Linked DNA regions of Mus musculus: all the other regions are linked to region 5. A link is a contact called in public HiChIP or PLAC-seq and promoter capture Hi-C data. All regions are on one chromosome and are shown on one strand. Each heading gives the region's core, a stretch centred on a gene start, on an enhancer-like site or on the middle of the called end of the contact. The rest is flanking DNA. Distances are from core to core; before and after follow the strand shown.

Evidence for each region. Promoter capture Hi-C pulls out the DNA fragments that hold promoters and counts their contacts. HiChIP or PLAC-seq counts read pairs in DNA pulled down with a chosen protein or histone mark. Capture Hi-C pulls out chosen DNA fragments and counts their contacts.
Region 1: a promoter capture Hi-C map of embryonic stem cells shows a contact between it and region 5, with 4 times the contacts expected there. The contact joins the enhancer-like site here to the promoter of Zfp622 in region 5. A contact is called at or near these places in 1 of 39 promoter capture datasets (embryonic stem cells), 1 of 484 Hi-C or Micro-C datasets (cortical neurons), 3 of 115 datasets of contacts at active chromatin or transcription factors (forebrain, large pre-B cells and microglia) and 2 of 9 other capture datasets (adipose tissue and liver).
Region 2: an H3K4me3 HiChIP or PLAC-seq map of embryonic stem cells shows a contact between it and region 5, with 5 read pairs. The contact joins the enhancer-like site here to the promoter of Zfp622 in region 5. A contact is called at or near these places in 2 of 39 promoter capture datasets (hippocampal neurons and pre-B cells), 1 of 15 datasets of contacts at CTCF or cohesin (large pre-B cells), 3 of 484 Hi-C or Micro-C datasets (the N1E-115 cell line and cortical neurons) and 2 of 115 datasets of contacts at active chromatin or transcription factors (embryonic forebrain and embryonic stem cells).
Region 3: a contact with region 5 is called in a promoter capture Hi-C map of embryonic stem cells, with 4 times the contacts expected there. The contact joins the promoter of Otulinl here to the promoter of Zfp622 in region 5. A contact is called at or near these places in 1 of 39 promoter capture datasets (embryonic stem cells) and 2 of 9 other capture datasets (adipose tissue and liver).
Region 4: an H3K27ac HiChIP or PLAC-seq map of microglia shows a contact between it and region 5, with 10 times the contacts expected there. The contact joins the enhancer-like site here to the promoter of Zfp622 in region 5. A contact is called at or near these places in 1 of 15 datasets of contacts at CTCF or cohesin (large pre-B cells), 4 of 484 Hi-C or Micro-C datasets (the N1E-115 cell line, cortical neurons, palatal mesenchyme and 1 more), 5 of 115 datasets of contacts at active chromatin or transcription factors (astrocytes, embryonic forebrain, forebrain and 2 more) and 2 of 9 other capture datasets (adipose tissue and macrophages).
Region 6: a contact with region 5 is called in a promoter capture Hi-C map of adipose tissue, with 2.6 times the contacts expected there. The contact joins the promoter of Ank here to the promoter of Zfp622 in region 5. A contact is called at or near these places in 2 of 39 promoter capture datasets (embryonic stem cells and hippocampal neurons), 4 of 484 Hi-C or Micro-C datasets (cerebral cortex, cortical neurons, embryonic stem cells and 1 more), 1 of 115 datasets of contacts at active chromatin or transcription factors (astrocytes) and 1 of 9 other capture datasets (adipose tissue).

What each region holds. Positions count from the first base shown.
Region 1 is chr15:27,580,351-27,583,095 of GRCm38.p6, reverse strand. The region is part of intron 8 of Ank (progressive ankylosis); the gene reads right to left. Among named protein-coding and RNA genes, the nearest start is that of Mir7117, 10 kb to the right of the region's middle. Within about 2 kb of position 1,290, at least 48 of the 459 cell types and tissues checked have an H3K27ac peak or open chromatin away from gene starts, as enhancers often do. A contact at or near this core is called in embryonic stem cells, where this site is marked.
Region 2 is chr15:27,302,676-27,305,375 of GRCm38.p6, reverse strand. No RefSeq gene overlaps it. Among named protein-coding and RNA genes, the nearest start is that of Gm36899, 160 kb to the left of the region's middle. Within about 2 kb of position 1,360, at least 19 of the 459 cell types and tissues checked have an H3K27ac peak or open chromatin away from gene starts, as enhancers often do. A contact at or near this core is called in embryonic stem cells, where this site is marked.
Region 3 is chr15:27,680,044-27,682,854 of GRCm38.p6, reverse strand. Otulinl (OTU deubiquitinase with linear linkage specificity like) reads left to right here and starts at 1,313. Exons shown (of 8, transcript NM_001242423.1): 1 at 1,313-1,458. The coding sequence starts at 1,404.
Region 4 is chr15:27,599,291-27,601,990 of GRCm38.p6, reverse strand. It overlaps a transcript of Otulin not described here. Among named protein-coding and RNA genes, the nearest start is that of Mir7117, 29 kb to the right of the region's middle. Within about 2 kb of position 1,275, at least 7 of the 459 cell types and tissues checked have an H3K27ac peak or open chromatin away from gene starts, as enhancers often do. A contact at or near this core is called in macrophages and microglia, where this site is marked.
Region 5 is chr15:25,982,880-25,985,796 of GRCm38.p6, reverse strand. Zfp622 (zinc finger protein 622) reads right to left here and starts at 1,431. Exons shown (of 6, transcript NM_144523.3): 1 at 614-1,431. The coding sequence starts at 1,247.
Region 6 is chr15:27,465,115-27,467,969 of GRCm38.p6, reverse strand. Ank (progressive ankylosis) reads right to left here and starts at 1,293. Exons shown (of 12, transcript NM_020332.4): 1 at 871-1,293. The coding sequence starts at 966.

The DNA of each region.
Region 1 (2,745 bases), core at 41-2,540, 1.6 Mb before region 5:
GATGGGGCCTAATGAAAACACATTCAGTTGGTTGAGAGTTCTGTGGATGCGAGGAGGTAGTACAATCAACCATAGGACCGTACCTCACTGTAAAGTCGCAATGGGCAAGATGCTAAGTTTGTATTATGTGTATTTGACTACGACTACTATGTTTTCAAAGGGAGCTGAAGAAATGGATCAGGATATAAAGTTTCTGCTATGCAAGCCCAAGGGCCAGAGGTCAGATAACCAGTGCCCACCTTCGATGCCGTGAAGACTTGTTGGCTACCAGGAGTCTCAGCCCTTGGGAGCAAAGACAAGGGATTTCTAGTGAAAGCTGAAATGAACAAACCCCTTTGGGGGTTAGAGAGCTGGCTTAATGGTTAAAAATACTGGCTGCTCTTCCAAAAGAGCCAAGTTCAATTCCCAGCACCCACATGGTGGCTCTCAATTATCTGTGAGTCCAGTCCCAAGTGATCTTGTGCCATCTTCTGGTCTCTGAGGGTACTGCGTGCATATGATGTACAGAAATATATTTAGGTAAATACCAACACACATAAAACAAAAATAATAAAATAACTAAAGTATCCAAAGTGGAGAGCTATGGAGCAGGACACCTAACATCAACCTCAGCGTGAACACACATGATTAACGTGTATCTGCATACACCCATGACCACACACACACACACACACACACACACACACACACATAAATGCCACCAAATTCTGAGAAAAGGGGAAAATGATAACAATACAACATGCTTGATCATCTGTTTTCTCACAGCACATGTGGACATGCACAGTCTATTACGAGGAAGGCATGGAGACCAGTTTTCATTGTTTGGATGCCTAAGTCTCTCCAGCCCATGAGACAAACTCTCGGCTCTGCAGGGGCTGCTGAATTAACAAGCCCTACCCTGACAGCTCCCAGAGAACCGGGCGGGCGGGGAGGGAAACAGCTCTGTGCAACAGACTCTGAGCAGTTACCCCAGGCCAAGAACTTTCCATGTTTTTTCTCACATAGTCCTTATACGATTCTGGGATGGTGCCTCTGTCACAGATGCTCTAGGACAGGGCCCTCTACCAGGCCCCTCTCCCTATTTCCAGGATGCCCCAAGGCACTGGAAAGAACCGCATCCTGACTTGGTCTGAGAACGCCTGGACCTCTGTCCATTTACCTTCTACCCCTTCCCCTCCCCCTCACACAAGGGAGGCATTTTCTTCTGCTGGATAATGGAACAGTGAGGAAGCAGTCTCCACCTCATGGTTCGAGGGAGGGACCACAGCAGAAACAAAGGCTGACACAGGCAGCCTTTGTTCTAGACAAAGGGTCAGCATGGTACCAAGGCTAGGACAGGCCCCAGCAGTCACCCTGGAAGGCTGAGTGACAGCTGCCCAGGAGGGTAGTTTAGCAACAGGGAGGTAAGACTGGGTCATTCATGGGAACTCAACAGCTAATCTGGACAAAGAGGCCACCCGAACAGAACCTCTGATAGTGGCTTTTAACCTTTAACAACTTGGGTGTTGACATTTTCTAGTTTGTGGGGTTCCAGAAGAGACAAGCCTCACTGAACTGCAGCTTCCCTGGGATGCTGGGGTGACAGCAGGTGGTCCTGCTGCAGCCAGCGCGGGCACATGCTGCCTCTTAAACAAGAGTAGCAGACAAAAAGGGAGTCAAGCCAGGCAGCCCTTGAATTACAGCAAGCCACTCTGAGATGGGGAAACTGAGGACGTGGGAGGCCTTGCAGACCCGGATTCCAGCTTCAAGCCCCTAAGATGGGCATTTTTGATCCAGTGTCTCTGTATCAACCAGTACATGGCTCTCCTAGGGAATCAGACACTATGAATACCAGCATGTAGGTGACCTTGCAGCTTTTCAAAGGTGGAGGCGAATCCTTGGAGCCCACCAATGTTGGATCACACCAAACCTATCAGCGTTGGCAGGGACCTGTGACTCAAAAGAGGGATCCTGTGTCAAAGGAAGGCCTGATAGTGAAGATTTCCCTCTGGACTAAGACCTTCAGAGTACCAAATTTCTCCTCCACAGGGCTGGGTGGGCCTCTGCTGGGATGGCACTCACGTGCCTTCTGACATCAGGGCTTGACAGACCAACCAGCTGTGGAATGAGCACAGGCTTGGATTGGCAGGGCCCCCAGCAAGTGCCTGTCTACCCTCTCCTCTCCAGAGGCTCCCATATCTAAAATTATTCAGGCCCTGGCATCCTGCAGTAGCAACACATACCAGTTTAGGGCACAGTGCTGCCTTAAAGCCAGAAAGAGTGCACAGACTGCATGAAGAGGGTCTGAAGGCCTCACCAGACAGGAGGGATGCCGAACATGCTGTGATAATTAGATGTTCGGAGGCTCAGATCATGCTGCCAACTTGCGGAAAGACGCCCAAGTGACAGCCAACTTTAGGAGATGCCAGAAGCAGGAGTCCAGTAGGATCCCAAACGAGGACTCCAGGAGGGACCGGCTGGAATATGGCTGCCTGGGTCTTGCTGGGCTTGGCCTTAGTCTGGTGGCCCATGGCTAATTTATAAACACCTGCTCTTCCACATTCTCCTGGCTGTTGTGTGGTCTTCACAGAGGGTGCTCTGTGACACCCCGAACATGGGAGAAATGTCAAGATGAGCCTTGACTGTCAAACACGAGAACATTTGTCTTAGGACAAGGAACTAAATCTTTGTATTTACCTCATCTTGTAAGACTTCATGCAAATGGTCAATCCTCCTCACCCAGTAAAACATTTGCTTACACAATTT
Region 2 (2,700 bases), core at 111-2,610, 1.3 Mb before region 5:
CCTTAGATTGTAAAGCCCAAACAATTCCGTTTCTGAAGAAACTCCATTTTGTACCAGACCAGGGGCTAAACTCCAATTCCAGGAAGAAAATAACAGAGTCCTCAGGAGCAAGCATCCTATGACAACACACCGCACTTAGCAACAGCCCGTCAGGCTACAATAGCAGGGTCAAGGTACATTGAGATAGCTTAAGACATCCTGCAGAGAATACACTTAGCCATCCTGTTTGTCAGGTGGTTTGTCCCCATGTTCAGTTCCTGCAGATTACCCCAGAAATGCAGTTTTTAAATACTAACTTGCTGACCTGTATGGAAATTGCACAAGCTTGCTGTAACTATAATACATATATTGCACTCCTAGACTCAGGGCCTCACTCTGACCCGCTGCAACCTTGCTTGCAAACGTGTAATAAAGACCCTTGTGTGTTTATATTGCAATTGGCTCCTCGGTGGTCTTTGGGGGTCCCTGCAACTTGGGTATAACAAGATGTGTTCGGCTTGTCCTTCGGCTCTCTGCCTTGAGCCACAGTGGTGTGAAGTCCTCACCCGATTTTGCCACAGTTGGGATGACCTACATCCTCTCATTGCGCAGAATGTTTGGTGTTGTCTTCTCCATAGCCCGTTACAAGCCTTCTTTATGTAAATGCTTGTCTTTCTTCAAAGGCCCAAAAGACGTTTCTCTGAGATTAGCTTACTAAAACGCAAGCTACAAGGTGGAGGGAAGTCAAGCAGCCCTCGGTGCCAAAGGGCAACCCAAAGGGATGGATTGGGTGTTGTCCCGGTACTGTTTGGTTCAGGTTGGAGGTCATTTGCATAGTAAAGAGCTGGAGTGGGCGTTGTCTTGTTGCTGATTGGTTCAGGCTGGAGGTCATTTGCATAGTAAAGAGCTGGAGTGCGCATTGTCTTGTTGCTGATTGGTTCAGGCTGGAGGTCGTTTGCATAGTAAAGAGCTGGAGTGGGCGTTGCCCTGCTGCTGACTGGATCAGGCTTGAGGCTGTTGGCATAATAAAGAGCTGGCAGCTAGAGCTGGGGGCCAGGCAGAACCTTAGGCAGATGCGGGAGGAAGCAAGAAGGGAGGCAACTAGAAGCAGGCAGTGAGAACCTCTGTCTTAGTTCTATAGCTGTGAAGAGACACTGTGACCAAGGCAATTCTTATGAAAGTAGGCATCTAATTGGGGGTTTACTTACTGTTTTAGAGGTTTAGACCATTATCGTCTTGGCAGGGGCATGGTGCCATGCAGAGCTACACCTGAGAGCTACATCCTGATTGTAAGTAAAAAGAAGAAACGCTGGCCTGGGTGTGGGCTTTTGAAACTCTCAGAGCCCACCCCCAGTGACGCACTTCCTCCAATAAGGCCACACCTCCTAATCCTATCAAAGAGTTCTGCTTCCTGGTGACTAAGAATTCAGAGCACCTCACGTCCCTGTGATGCCTGTGCACAGGTGCTCACAGACCTCCCCTCCTCTCCCCATATCCCCAAACCCTTTTCTGGTATTTCTATAGGCTGGGACAGGAAAGGAGGTAGTCCGTGCAGCCAACCTGCTATCTTGATCACTTTTTATTGTTTTTTTTTCCCTGGTATTCTTCAAAAGATTGAGGTTGTCTTTTGTGCTTCTACAATGTCTCAGCCCAAAAGTTACCTATTATTGATGGTCAGGTTCCAAGCATCAGATGGCAATTTGCAGCCTTGCGGCTTAAAGGCAGGAGAGATAAAGCTACCAGAACGTAATGATTCACAGTAATGAGGTTTCGTCTGAAGAGCAAAATGGACAACTGGGGACCCTGGCTTCTGTTCTCTGGTTTTGGAATGCCTTTACACTGGGAGCACAGGACTGCGGCTGCCGCTTTGGCTGATGTTCACAGACTCTACAGCGCAGTGTCTGCTTGATGGATGTTTTCTCATTGCTGGTGGTAATTCTACAGTGGCGGATTCACCAGTTAGCAGGACTTTGCCGTTTGCTTCTAATATCTATTTCCTCCTCCGGATAAATCATCATCTTATGAGAAAGTAAAAAGGTAGAAAATATTGGTCATGAAAGGATTTGGATCATATTTAACTCAGACAATGAAAAAGTTTCTTCCTTAATTCAATAACTGTCTGGAACCACAACTTAAGATTGCCAGTGGCTTTGTAGACATGCCCAGATAGTTAGATTGTAAACCACCCAGGAGCTTGGGGGATTTGTGTTAAATTCTTGCCCTGGGCTGACATGTTGAACCTAGAAGTTAACTGTAGATCAAGAAAAGAAGAGGAGGTGTGTGTGTGTGTGTGTGTGTGTGTGTGTGTGTGTGTGGTGGAACTCAACAACTTTGTCAAACCCAATCTTGTTTTTCTTTCTTTTGGCTTTTCTATTATATTTTTCTGTTCTTACATTACCTACAGGCAAGCTTGGGTACAATGCTATCATACTCAGATGAAGGGCACAGGGAGCTATGACATCATTCAGCTACTCCATCGCTCCCATAGAGAGGAGGGCAGTTTATTCTCTGGGTTTGCTTTGTTTAGTTTTGGAGGCAAGATCTCAAGGCTGGCCTTGAACTCACTACATAACCAAGGATGCCCTCACATTCTAATTTTCTTATCTTTTCCTCCCACGAATTAGGATTAGGTGTGCACCACCACACTGTTTTATGTTGTGCTAGAGATCAAACCCAGGGCTTCATGCATACTAGACAAGCACATAGGAGCTATAACCCCAG
Region 3 (2,811 bases), core at 64-2,563, 1.7 Mb before region 5:
TGAGCCAGCTCTCTTAGTTGCCTGGTGCTGCTGACTCAGGCTTTTGGTCTGACAGGGATTTCTGAGGCAAGACTAAAGATGTACGATCCTTTTGATCCTTTGTTCTGAGATCCAGAGAGACTTGCAATGTTTCAATGACTTGTTGACATAGCCCTAAGGCTATTGAACTCACACAAAATTCCAGGCTGTTTCCACATGTTTCTTTAGTTATGGCGCTTATTTTTCCGGAGGCTGCCAGGATATTTTGCATGCTAGTCTTTTTGTATTTGGAATCTGTCTGCACTGGAGAAAAAGGAAGTACTCATGGAGATGATTCTTCTTCTTCTTCTTCTTCTTCTTCTTCTTCTTCTTCTTCTTCTTCTTCTTCTTCTTCTCTTCTTCTTCTCCTTCTTCTTCTTTTTCTTCTTCTTCTTCTTCTCCTCCTCCTCCTCCTCCTCCTCCTCCTCCTCTTCTTCTTCTTCTTCTTCTTCTTCTTCTTCTTCTTCTTCTCCTCCTCCTCCTCCTCCTCCTCCTCCTCTTCTCTTCTTCTTCTTCTTCTTCTTCTTCTTCTTCTTCTTCTTCTTCTTCTTCTTCTTCCTCCCCCTCCCTCTCCCCTTCCCTCTTCTCCTCCCCCTCCCTCTTCCCCTCCCCCTCTCTTGTCTTCTTCTGGAAAAAAGGAGGGGTCCATCAAATTAGTTAATCAGGAGCAAAAAAAATCTTGTATCCTTTTCTTGTTAGGCCATTTACTTTTTCTGTTAGCTTTTTGTATTGTTTTTTAACAATTAAGAAATTACTTTATGGAACCACTTTTTGTCAAGAATGCTCTTGTTCGTCCCTAAACAGTTCCAAGCACGCATTAGCCGAATGTGCTGACCCATGCAGAAAGACGAGGAAGCCCTGCCCCACGTAGTGGAACAAGCCCCGGGTGCAGTTGCTTTTGGATCCCAGCCTCTAGCTCTCCGGCGCAGACATAGCAGGTTTGTCCCGTGGTGAACAGGGAATCGAGGCACCAAGCTGTCCTGAGCTGGTGAGGGGCATTCGGTCCCTCGGCCCATCAGTCTCTTCCCCAAGTTCTCTGGCTCTGGTGCAGAGCTCCCGAGAGGACTCTAGATCCGAACCAGTGGAACGCCCAGGGTGAGCGTGGAGGTGCAGCCCTAGGGGCAGAGCCGCGGCCTCCGCAGCGCTCCCATCGCTGAGCTTCTGAGCTTTCCACGCCGCCGCGCCCTTCACGCCTACCTCGCGCGGAGGCTCCGCCCTAGACTCCGCCCTAGCTTCTGAGTGGCGGCACCGGGCGTCAGTCTGCGTTCAGGGCGGGAGCACGGACGGCTGTCACAGTAGCTGAGCTCGGGACTGCGGCTGCGGAGAAGCGAGCGGGGCGCCGGGCTGTAGCGGAGGGTGCGCGCGGGTGGAGGCGCGCATCCCGCATGGAGGCGCCGAGGAGCGCGCCGCGGGAGCGGGAGCGCGCTCGGACCACCTCAGGTGGGCGCCGGGATGAGCACAGTCTCCCGGAGGGTGTAGTGGCGGCGGAGGGTGGGCGAGGGAGAGCGAAGGGTGCTTGTGGCGCGGGGACGGCTACACCTCGCGCGCGTGGCTGTGCGTGGGTTGCATCTGAGTCCCCGGCCATCGGAGAGAGGCGGGTCTATCCAGGAGTACCCGGGCGCGTGGACAAGCTGGTCGGTGTCCTCGAGGGAGCAACTTGGTTGTAAACTAAGCTACCGGGGTTTGCGCCTTGAGAGGATGTGGCCCACACCTTTTCAGCAACCAGAGTTGTAAACCGCAGAGAACACTCTTGACTTTAGGGGGAAAAAAATGCTCACCAAGGGGACAGGGTGACAGTAGATCGCTATTGCATTTCGGGCCCCTGCCCCACTGGGTAGCAGTGGTCTGTCCTCTCCAAAGACCTTAGAGATGAAATGTCTTTCTTCCGGTCCCACAGCTGTGTCCGTGGTTCAGTTTCTCTAGGTTTTGTTGGGCCACACGCTGGATCCTGTGTTTCACCATCTACCACTCAAGGAATGTGAGCCTAGTAGTGAATCTAAGCTGTGTGTGTTCTTGCTTTCAGTGTGTAAATGGGGTTGTTGGACACCGGGAATGTTCCTAATTGCTGCTCTCCGTCCTAGTAGGAGCTTCTGACACAGCACTGTGTTGTGTAGTGGAAGCAACACTGTTCAGGACACGAGGTCTGGACGTCAGTCCACCCTAGAGTGTCTGGGTAGGAGTTATTCAAGACATCAACCATTCGTGAAATGCATGCTGGACAAGTTAATTCCGAAGGCCTCTCCCAGCCTAGTCTGTGACTAAATTACCCAAGTCTCTGAAGTTTAGAGAATTAACTCATTTGTTTAACCTTTATGCACCTCAGGTTATTATAGAATTAGCCAAGTATTTCCTGTGGGCGTATCCAGTCGAACATTTTTTATTTTGTTTCTTTCTTCCTTTAGTTTGGCAGAGAAAAGAAAGTTGGAAACAGAGGCAAGGACATGACTGGGAAAGAGCTGGTTTGGGAGACTGCAGAATGCCTACTTTGGCTTAACAAAACCACCAAGAACGTTTCCTTTCTCTGCACGAAGTCCAAGGCGTGTCAGTGCGCTGAGCCCAAGGAGAGAGAGGGACCTTTCGTTTGTTTCAGTCTGTGGGGTCTGCTGTAGGTTTGCAGGACAAAGTGAGATTCAAGGATAAGATTGTGGAAAACGTTTCCCTTTCGAATATAACTGCTGAGGGAGGACTTAGGAGCATAGGAGATCCTCTTCGCTGGTTCTGTTTTCCAAACAGATCAAAAACAAAAACAAGACAAAAAAAAAAAAAAAAAAAAAAAAAACCAAAAACCAAAAC
Region 4 (2,700 bases), core at 26-2,525, 1.6 Mb before region 5:
TGCTGCCTTGAGTAGCAGAGCCTGCTCTAATCTCACCAGGACATGGCAGCCTTGGTCAGATGCTCACTGCCCTGAAAGCATAACCTTGCGATGTGGGCGCTTTGGGGTCTTGCGTCCCACTGTGAACTCATCTCAGATGCCTGGCTGGTGCGGTGAGAGTCTCCTGTCGTCTGTAGTGTCTCTCGTCTTCAAGGTCTTTCAAGGTCAGAGGCTGAGCCTACTCTGGGTCTTTGCTTCTGATCCCTTTAACATACTCAGATGCGAAGGATTATGGAAAGAACTAAAAATAAACTTAGAAAATAAAACTTAGAAGCTTGTTCTGCTGCTGCAGTTAAATGTCTACTTTTAAGGACTGTGACAGACTGAGACCCACATGTTAACTTTGTAGCATCCCATTGTAGGCCTGTGTTGTCCTGAGACCCACTCTGACATCTTCTGCCTCTGTGGGTAGAGGGGTTAGGATTTGGTGTGTTGTTGGTAGCTGAAGTTAGTCGAGATGATGTGACCAGCACAGCACCTAAAGGTGTATACGCTGGGCTGTGGGTCTGGGTTGAAGGACAGTTCTACTACCTACTCTAAGCATGATGAGCTGGGCTTAAGTAAGTTACTGACCCTCCCTAAAATCGTTCTTTATCTCAGTCGTGCAGTCCTTCTCAGGTGTGGTGTGGATGGCATGCCTCAGATTTGGAGAAAGACGCCCTCTGCCTGCAAAACAGGCTTCCAACAACAGTCCTGGTGAGTTTGCTGAGGAGAGAGAGACCTGCTGTGCACAGAACAGCTTGCTTTTGTTCCAGCTGCTGGAAATGCACCTGGAAGGTGGATAGCAAGGACTTGTGTGGGGCTCTCACAGACAGAAGGTAGGTAGTGGAGACCAGGAAATGACTTTTTTCATGCCTCCTGACGTATAGGAATGGAGAAAGGGGCTGGAGAGATGGCTCAGTGGTTAAGTGGTTAAGAGCACTGACTGCTCTTCTGAAGGTCCTGACTTCAAATCCCAGCAACCACATGGTGGCTCACAACTATCTGTAATGAGATCTGATCTGATGCCCTCTTCTGATGTGTCTGAAGACAGCTACTGTGTACTTAGATACAATAATAAATAAATCTTAAAAAAAAAAAAAGAAGGAATGGAGAAAGGACAAGCTCCAGTGGCGATCTTGTGTAGCCGAGGAACAAGTAGGTTTTATAGTTTTTCAGAAGGCATGAGCAGTGCTATGTGCTAATGGGGAACAAGACAAACAAAAAGAATGACAAGAGTATTACTCAATCTCCTGAGTACGAGAGTGCTATAACTCGCTGCTGAGCTCTGCCTCTCTAAAGTTGGAATCTGAGGAAGGAGATGGAGCCAGGGATCTTAACTTACATGTACTGCCCTAAACCAGCCTCATTCCCTGGGCTAGACCAAGGCTTAGCTCACGGTCTCCTGTTGGAATGCATTCAGAGATCCCTCTATCCCTCACCTTGTTCACAGTTCAGGGTGTCTCATCAACTGCTAGACAGGGAGGGATGTCATGGAAATGGGCGAGAGGTGCAAATTTACCCTGTGGTGCCTGCCATTCTTCCCCAAGGAAAGCCACTGTTACTTGGGCCAGCGCATCTCTGTATTGCCTTTAGGATAGGTAGCCAGGTGACTAAGCTCACCTTGATGCTAGCCAGATATGAAGATGCCTATATCCCACATACCTTGGTGGAAACAAAGAACTTGACCTCCTAAGGTTTCACAAATGCAATGGGCATGATGATAAGTATGTATAATCAGCATATGGAAAGTGGAGGCAGGAGGATTATGAGTCTCAGGCCATCTTTGGCTAGTTAGACTATTTCAAAAGGCAAAACAATAAAGCAAGGAAAACTCCCAACATAAGCAGAATAGATGTAATCAAAAGACCAGGAAGGAAGAAACCTCCAGTCTTAAAGTGGTGGGATGGTCGTAACCATAGGGATTATGGGTCTGTGATATTAATAAAACAACAAAACACGAGGAATTTGAACAACTAATCTTTTGGGTTATAATGGCACATCTTGAAAAGCAGGGCTTTCCTGGGAAAGTCTGCAGGCAGGGCTACAGATGGTAGGAGTTACAGACTCTTCTCAGACCTGGCTGACATTGGGATTTCCATATTCTGAGCGGGGCAGAGAAGCTGGGGAAGGCTCAAAGAAGACTATGCCCAAAGTGGTAGGAAGTAAAAAGCACCATAATGCAGAAAAACAATGTAAAGAATAAGTTATTTAGCTACCACAAGAAGTTTGGAGGAAGAAAACCGCTCGCTCACCTAGATTTTAGCTACTGAGGGTAAAGGGCTAAACTTAATATGTAAATCTGGGAAACGGGGAGATCTTAGTGAAGGTTAGGAAATGAAGCGACTGGTGAGTAAAAGACTGGTTAGGATAAGAGGACCAAGACACTGAGAACAGCCTCACTTAACCAGCCCCTCATCACTTCTTAGACACAAAGCTGGAGTGTGCAGCCTGCTCAGCGGTATTCCGGGTAAAATCCCCCAAGCCTCACACCAAAAACACGCGGATGCTAGTAGCAACAAAACCATAGGCAGGACTGTCGAAATGGCTTCTATATGGACTTCCTTAGGACAGGATTCAGCCAGGAAATGGAACCGACAGCTGCTGCACATGTGCAGGAATAACTTCCAGAGGGCTTCGTTTCACCAACGCAGCAGGGAAATGCGGGTTGCCGTTAACGCT
Region 5 (2,917 bases), core at 182-2,681:
GCCCTGTGGAAATGAAGAGCAGTGAGGCATTTAAACCACTTCTGCCCTCACTCTAAAATGTCCTATAGAAATCCCCAAATACTGTTCCCTTTCGGGTCCACACGAAGTTTGGTGCGTCCGGGAGCAAGCATAAGAATGGAGGTCTACAGCCCGGCAGTGGTGGCACTCGCCTTTAACCCCAGCACTTGGGAGGCAGAGGCAGGGGGATTTCTAAAGTTTAAGGCCAGCCTGGTCTACAGAGTGAGTTCCAGGACAGCCAGGGCTACACAGAGAAACCCTGTCTCGAAAAACCAAAAAAACACCAAAAAAGTATGGAGGCCTACAATCCATCTGCTTAACTAGTTAAAAGTCATAAACCAGGAAACATCTTTAAATCCAGGCGGGATGCCCTGGGCCTGGAACCCCACTCCCTCAAAGGCTGCGGTAAAAGGATAAGAAGAAAGTCAGGGTCCAGCCTGGGAATGGATGTCGCAAAGGTAAACACTGAAGAAGGCTCGGGCTGGGGGCCTCAGGGGAGGGCGACATCGCTGAACGTGGACCCAGCCCTTCGTCTCCATCGCGATGTCTCCCGGAGCCTCCCGCTCGCCCCAACCCCGACAGGACCCTTACCTACCTTCGTCTTCGTCGTCTTCCTCCTCTTCCTCTCCCTCCTCCTCTCCGTCCTCCCACTGCTGCTTCGCCAGCTTCTTCGCCTGCTGTTCGAACCACTGGAGCCGGGGCGGCTTCTCCGTCGGGTCTCGCTCCGGGACGCCCCGTGCGCCCGCCGCCGCCCTCCCGCACTCGTCCGTGGGCACGAAGGGCGCTTTCTTGGGGGACGTGGAGGGCTGGGCCTTGATGGCCTGCTGGATGGCGGCGTTCACGGCGTCCTTGTCGACGCCGTCCGCGCCCAGCCCCTTCTCCAGGTTCTTGGCGTTCAGCAGCTCCACGCGCCGGCTCGCGGCCCGCACCGCCTTCCGCTCCAGCTCGGCGTGCCGCCGGGAGCCGAGGTGGTTCTCGTAGGCGTTGAAGGTGGCGAACTTCTTGCCGCACGCCGTGCAGTAGGTGGCCGCGCCCTTGCTCGCCTCCGCCGCCTCGGCCACCGCGCGCTGCGCCCGCACCCGCTCCTGGAAGCCCTCGGCCGTCACCGGGGCCATGGCGGCCACCTTGCGCCGCAGGTTGTAGCGGTGCCAGTCCGTCTTGTAGTGCGCCCGCTGCAGCTCCGCGTCGCGGAACGCCACCCGGCAGGTGATGCACGTGAGAGCCGCCATCCCCGGGCCCGGAAGACAGAGACGACCCAGCCGAGAACCTTCTAAGCCTGACCGGCCGCCTTCTAGTCCCACAAACGCAGAGAACCTCCTTCGCCCACAGCCAGGAAAAGACACACCAGACACCAGCTTCCGGGCTCTAAGTGAGGGAACTTCCGAGTTCTAAGTGAGGGAACTTCCGACTCGCACAGGAAACTCTTGGCAGCTGGCTTAAGAAGGCCCGCCTGGGTCCCCGGAAATGACGAAGTTTCATGTCGCTCTCTTCGCGCCTGGATCCGCCCTGTCAATCAAAGGTGGGCGTGTGCCTGGAGGATGCCGCTGCCTCCTGAGGGCTTAGCGGTTGTGTCGCTTGCCGTGACGAGGTCAGAGGGATGGGCTTGTGAGGGAAAGAAGGGCGTGGGTGCCTGGGATGGTTCTGGGACTGCTCTTGAGAGATGGATCCCGTCAAGACTGTCTCTCGCGCCTCTGGAAAGGGGGATCAAACGTGGCGACAGCGTGGAACTTCCGGAGGCCAAACCGACCCAAGCTCTTTGCAGCGAAGGGGGCGGTCAGAGCTCTTGAACAGAAAAGATTCCCTGCTGGGAGCCGAAAGTACAGCCTAGCCACTGTCCCACAAAATATAATCCGAGCCACATGTGAGATTTTTAAATCCAAGTAGCCATATAAAAAGTCAAAGTAGAGACTATGCCCGGGCCTAACAAACACAGAAGTGGATGCTCACAGTCAGCTATTGGATGGATCACAGGGCCCCCAGTGGAGGAGCTAGAGAAAGTAACCTTATAGGTGGAACAACAATATGAACTAACCATTACCCCCAGAGCTCGTGTCTCTAGCTGCATATGTATCAGAAGATGGCCTAGTTGGCCATCAGTGGAAAGAGAGGCCCATTGGACTTGCAAACTTTATATGCCCCAGTACAGGGGAACGCCAGGACCAAAAAGTGGGAGTGGATGGGTAGGGGAGTGGGTGGGGGACCGTGTGGGGGACTTTTGGGATAGCATTGGAAATGTAAATGAAATAAATACCTAATAAAAACAAACAAACAAAAAAGTCAAACTAGGTGAAGTTGCTTTTAATGATCGAAATACTCTTTCAGCATCTAAAACTTTAAAAGGATCTATCTGTGATTTTACGCTCCATCGTGGGTACTAAACCTTGGAGACCCTGTGTGTATAACAGCAGCAATTCATATCAGTTCGATTTTTTTTTTCTTGAGACAGGGTTTCTCTGTGTAGCCCTGGCTGTCCTGGAACTCACTCTGTAGACCAGGCTGGCCTCGACCTTCAGAAATCCACCTGCCTCTGCCTCCCAAGTGCTTGGATTAAAGGCGTATGCCACCACTGCCTGGCAAATCCTCTGTTCTATCCCTGCCTTTAACTCACCCTGATTCAATGTCAATTGTTCTAACAGGTTAAGCAAGTATATTTTTGGTATTGTGTTAGAAATCCGTTGCTATGCTATTCTGCCTGAATATCTTTCTGCCAGCTTGCTCCCTTTTGTAAACCTTTGCCCAAATGCCTTTGGGGGGGGGGGGGTTCTAGAGCCTTTTGTCAAAAATAATGCCAGTATTTTTTTTGTGTTGTTGTTGTTTTTGTTATTATTATAATTATATCCCAAATGTTGCCCTCTCCTAGTCCCCTTCACAGAGTTCTTTCCCCTATACTCCCTCCCCT
Region 6 (2,855 bases), core at 44-2,543, 1.5 Mb before region 5:
GTACATTTGCAAAAGTAGGTCTATCTTACACTTTTGAAAAGGTCCAGCTCCCACCCCCAAACCCTCTCCCGGACCTTAGGCTGTAACTGCAACTGCCAGGAAGCCCTGCAAAAGGGTACCAGTGCCTCACCGCCACGGGAGAGCCTGCAGCACCAGATTGGTAATGACGCCACATGGAGATAGCGTGAAAAAAGAATGAGAAGGCAGCACCAGAAATGTGCTCTCGTCCAAAGGGGTGGAAGGAAGAGAGGAGAGAGAACACACACACACACACACACACACACACAGAGAGAGAGAGAGAGAGAGAGAGAGAGAGAGAGAGAGAGAGAGAGAACAGATATCCTAAAGTAGATATAATCAGTGATCCTCTAGGCAAGGTACCTCCTGGACACCCCTAATCCTTACCTAGGCTACATGCAAAGATGTAAATTTGGAAGTACGTGGGAAATCAACTTGGAGACATTGTAAGGCAAATTCTCCCACCATCACTACCATCACCAAACCCTGTGCAAGTAAAAAGCCAGCACTAAATGCTACTAGAAACTACATGCAGTTCTGGGCCCGAGGTTTACATAATCACAAATTACATAATACTCATCCCGAGCACTAAACCCCTTTCTATAGGTGAAGTTCCCCATCATCCCGTCGCTTGCTATTTTCCAAAGAACGCTGGAAAAGTCTCCAATATCTGCGGAGGGAGGGGATGGGGCGCTGCAAAAGTCACCCTCGACAAGCCGCAAAGCCACGTCAAATGGTCCAGGGTAAAGGGGGTTCGGAGCAGGTGACTCCTCTCCTCCCGCATCCCCCCGGCGCCCGGCATCCAAGGCCGAGGCTGGGCGAGCGAGGCGCACCGGGCGCGGCCGGGCTTACCTGCTCCCCGAAGTCGATGGCTATGTTGGTGATGCCGAGGGGCACCAGGAACCGGATCAGGGGCCAGTAGTGCGTGAGCGCCGGGAATTTCACCATAGTCCCCGCCGTGGGCTGACCCCACACTCATCTGCCGCCGCGAGGGCACTGTGCTGGGAGGCGCGCGGAGCGCAGCGCGGGGACGGAGGCCGCGGCCGGCGGGGCCTGGGGCGGCGGCTGCTCGCGGCGGCGGCGGCGTCCTCTCCAAGCGCTGCTGCTCTAGCAGGAGAGCCGCGAGCTCAAGTCCATCCCCGCTGCCCTCCCACACAACAAAGATCTGCCGGGGAGAAAGAGAGGAGGGACAGGGACGGCAGCGGCGGCAGCGGCGGCGGCGGCGGCGGCGGCAGCAGAGGCTTCTGCTGACAGCGGCTCCATTATAAGCGCTCTGGGCCCGGAAATAAATAAATAACCGCGCGCACGAGGCGCCTCCGCCGCCGCCGCCGCGCCGCGCGGAGGAAATCAGGGGCGGGCGGAGGCGCGACACCGCTGGCGACCCGGGAGGGGGCCGGCCCGGCGCCGCCTCCCCGCTCCGCTGCGCACGGCTCGGCCGCGGGGGGCGCTGCGCTCGCACAGGCCACTGCCGTCCGCGCCCGCGGGGGACCGGGGCGCCGCCTGAGCCGAGCGCGCGGAGCGGGGAGTCAGGCGGGGCGGGCGAGCGGGCGGGGACTCCGGGTGACCCGACACCGACAGCCCCATGCTGTCCCCGGAGCGTCCGGCAAGGCCGTGTGAGCGCCGTCTCCAGAGTTGGGAACCAGGAGTAGAGCTTCGGGGACAACCGAGCTGGAAAGGCCTCGGCGTCCGGGCGGCCTTGAGGCGGACTGGGAGCTGCTTTAGGGTGATGGGGATACGGCTGCATTAGTGGGAGAGAAGGATGGTTTACCAAAACGAGCATCTCGCATCTCTCGTGACAGAGATCTGCAGACCCTGGGGAAAAATACACCGGGTGGCAGGGACTGACTGTCCGTCCTGGACTAGGGTTCTGGGATGCTCCATACCGGTCTCCAGCTTTTGCTAGTAATGTGCAACCGTTTACTTATTTAAAAGTCGACCGGTAAATATGCTTAAAAAAAAAAAAAAGGAAAGAAAATCTGCTCGGCTGTGTTATAATATGTCCCCAGTGATTTCATGATAAATCAGTTGCTGAGCTGAGACTTTTACCTAAAACTGAAAAGCTTGACAAAGCCAGCATCAGCCGGTGTCCCAGTATAGTGTATGAAAAAAGGGTCCAAGCCAGTGACTGAAGCATTCACAGCAGGGCGGGGCTGGCCTCCAAGAGACGAGTACAGTCACACAAAAAAGCTTAGCTCGTAGAGGGTCCTGTGCCTGCTTTGGCTCTCTGTTTTTGCCTTAATACTTTTCATTAATATTTATTTTATTATTTTATGTCTATGGGCAGATATTTTTTTTTGTCTGCATGTCTGTCTGTGCATGACATGCTTGTCCAGCACCCACAGAGCCCAGAAGAGGGCATTGGAGCTTCTCCTGGATTCCAGAACATTGTGAGCTACCATATGAGTGCTGGAATGGAACCCGGGACTCTGGAAGAGCAGCAGTCGGTGCTCCTAACTGCTGAAACATCGTTTTCTTCAAACCCTGGTCTTGCCCTCTTGAAATGATGAATTTCTGAACAAGGGGCCTTAGCTTTTCATTCTGTAGCAGTTGAGATAGATGGTTTGTTCAACTTGTATCTTCCTATGCATCTTTTTTTTTTTTTTTTTTTTTTGGTTTTTCGAGACAGGGTTTCTCTGTATAGCCTTGACACATCTTTTAAAATAAACATAATGAGTTAAACTTGTGTATTACTTAAAACATTCAAGTATTTTGTCCTAAGAAATGAACCCATTCCCTTTATCTCTGTAAGGCTCATATTAATACTATATTTGAAGGTAATCAGAGGCAGGAGGATTGCTGTAAGTTCCAGGCCAATCTTGGCTACATAATGAGTTCCA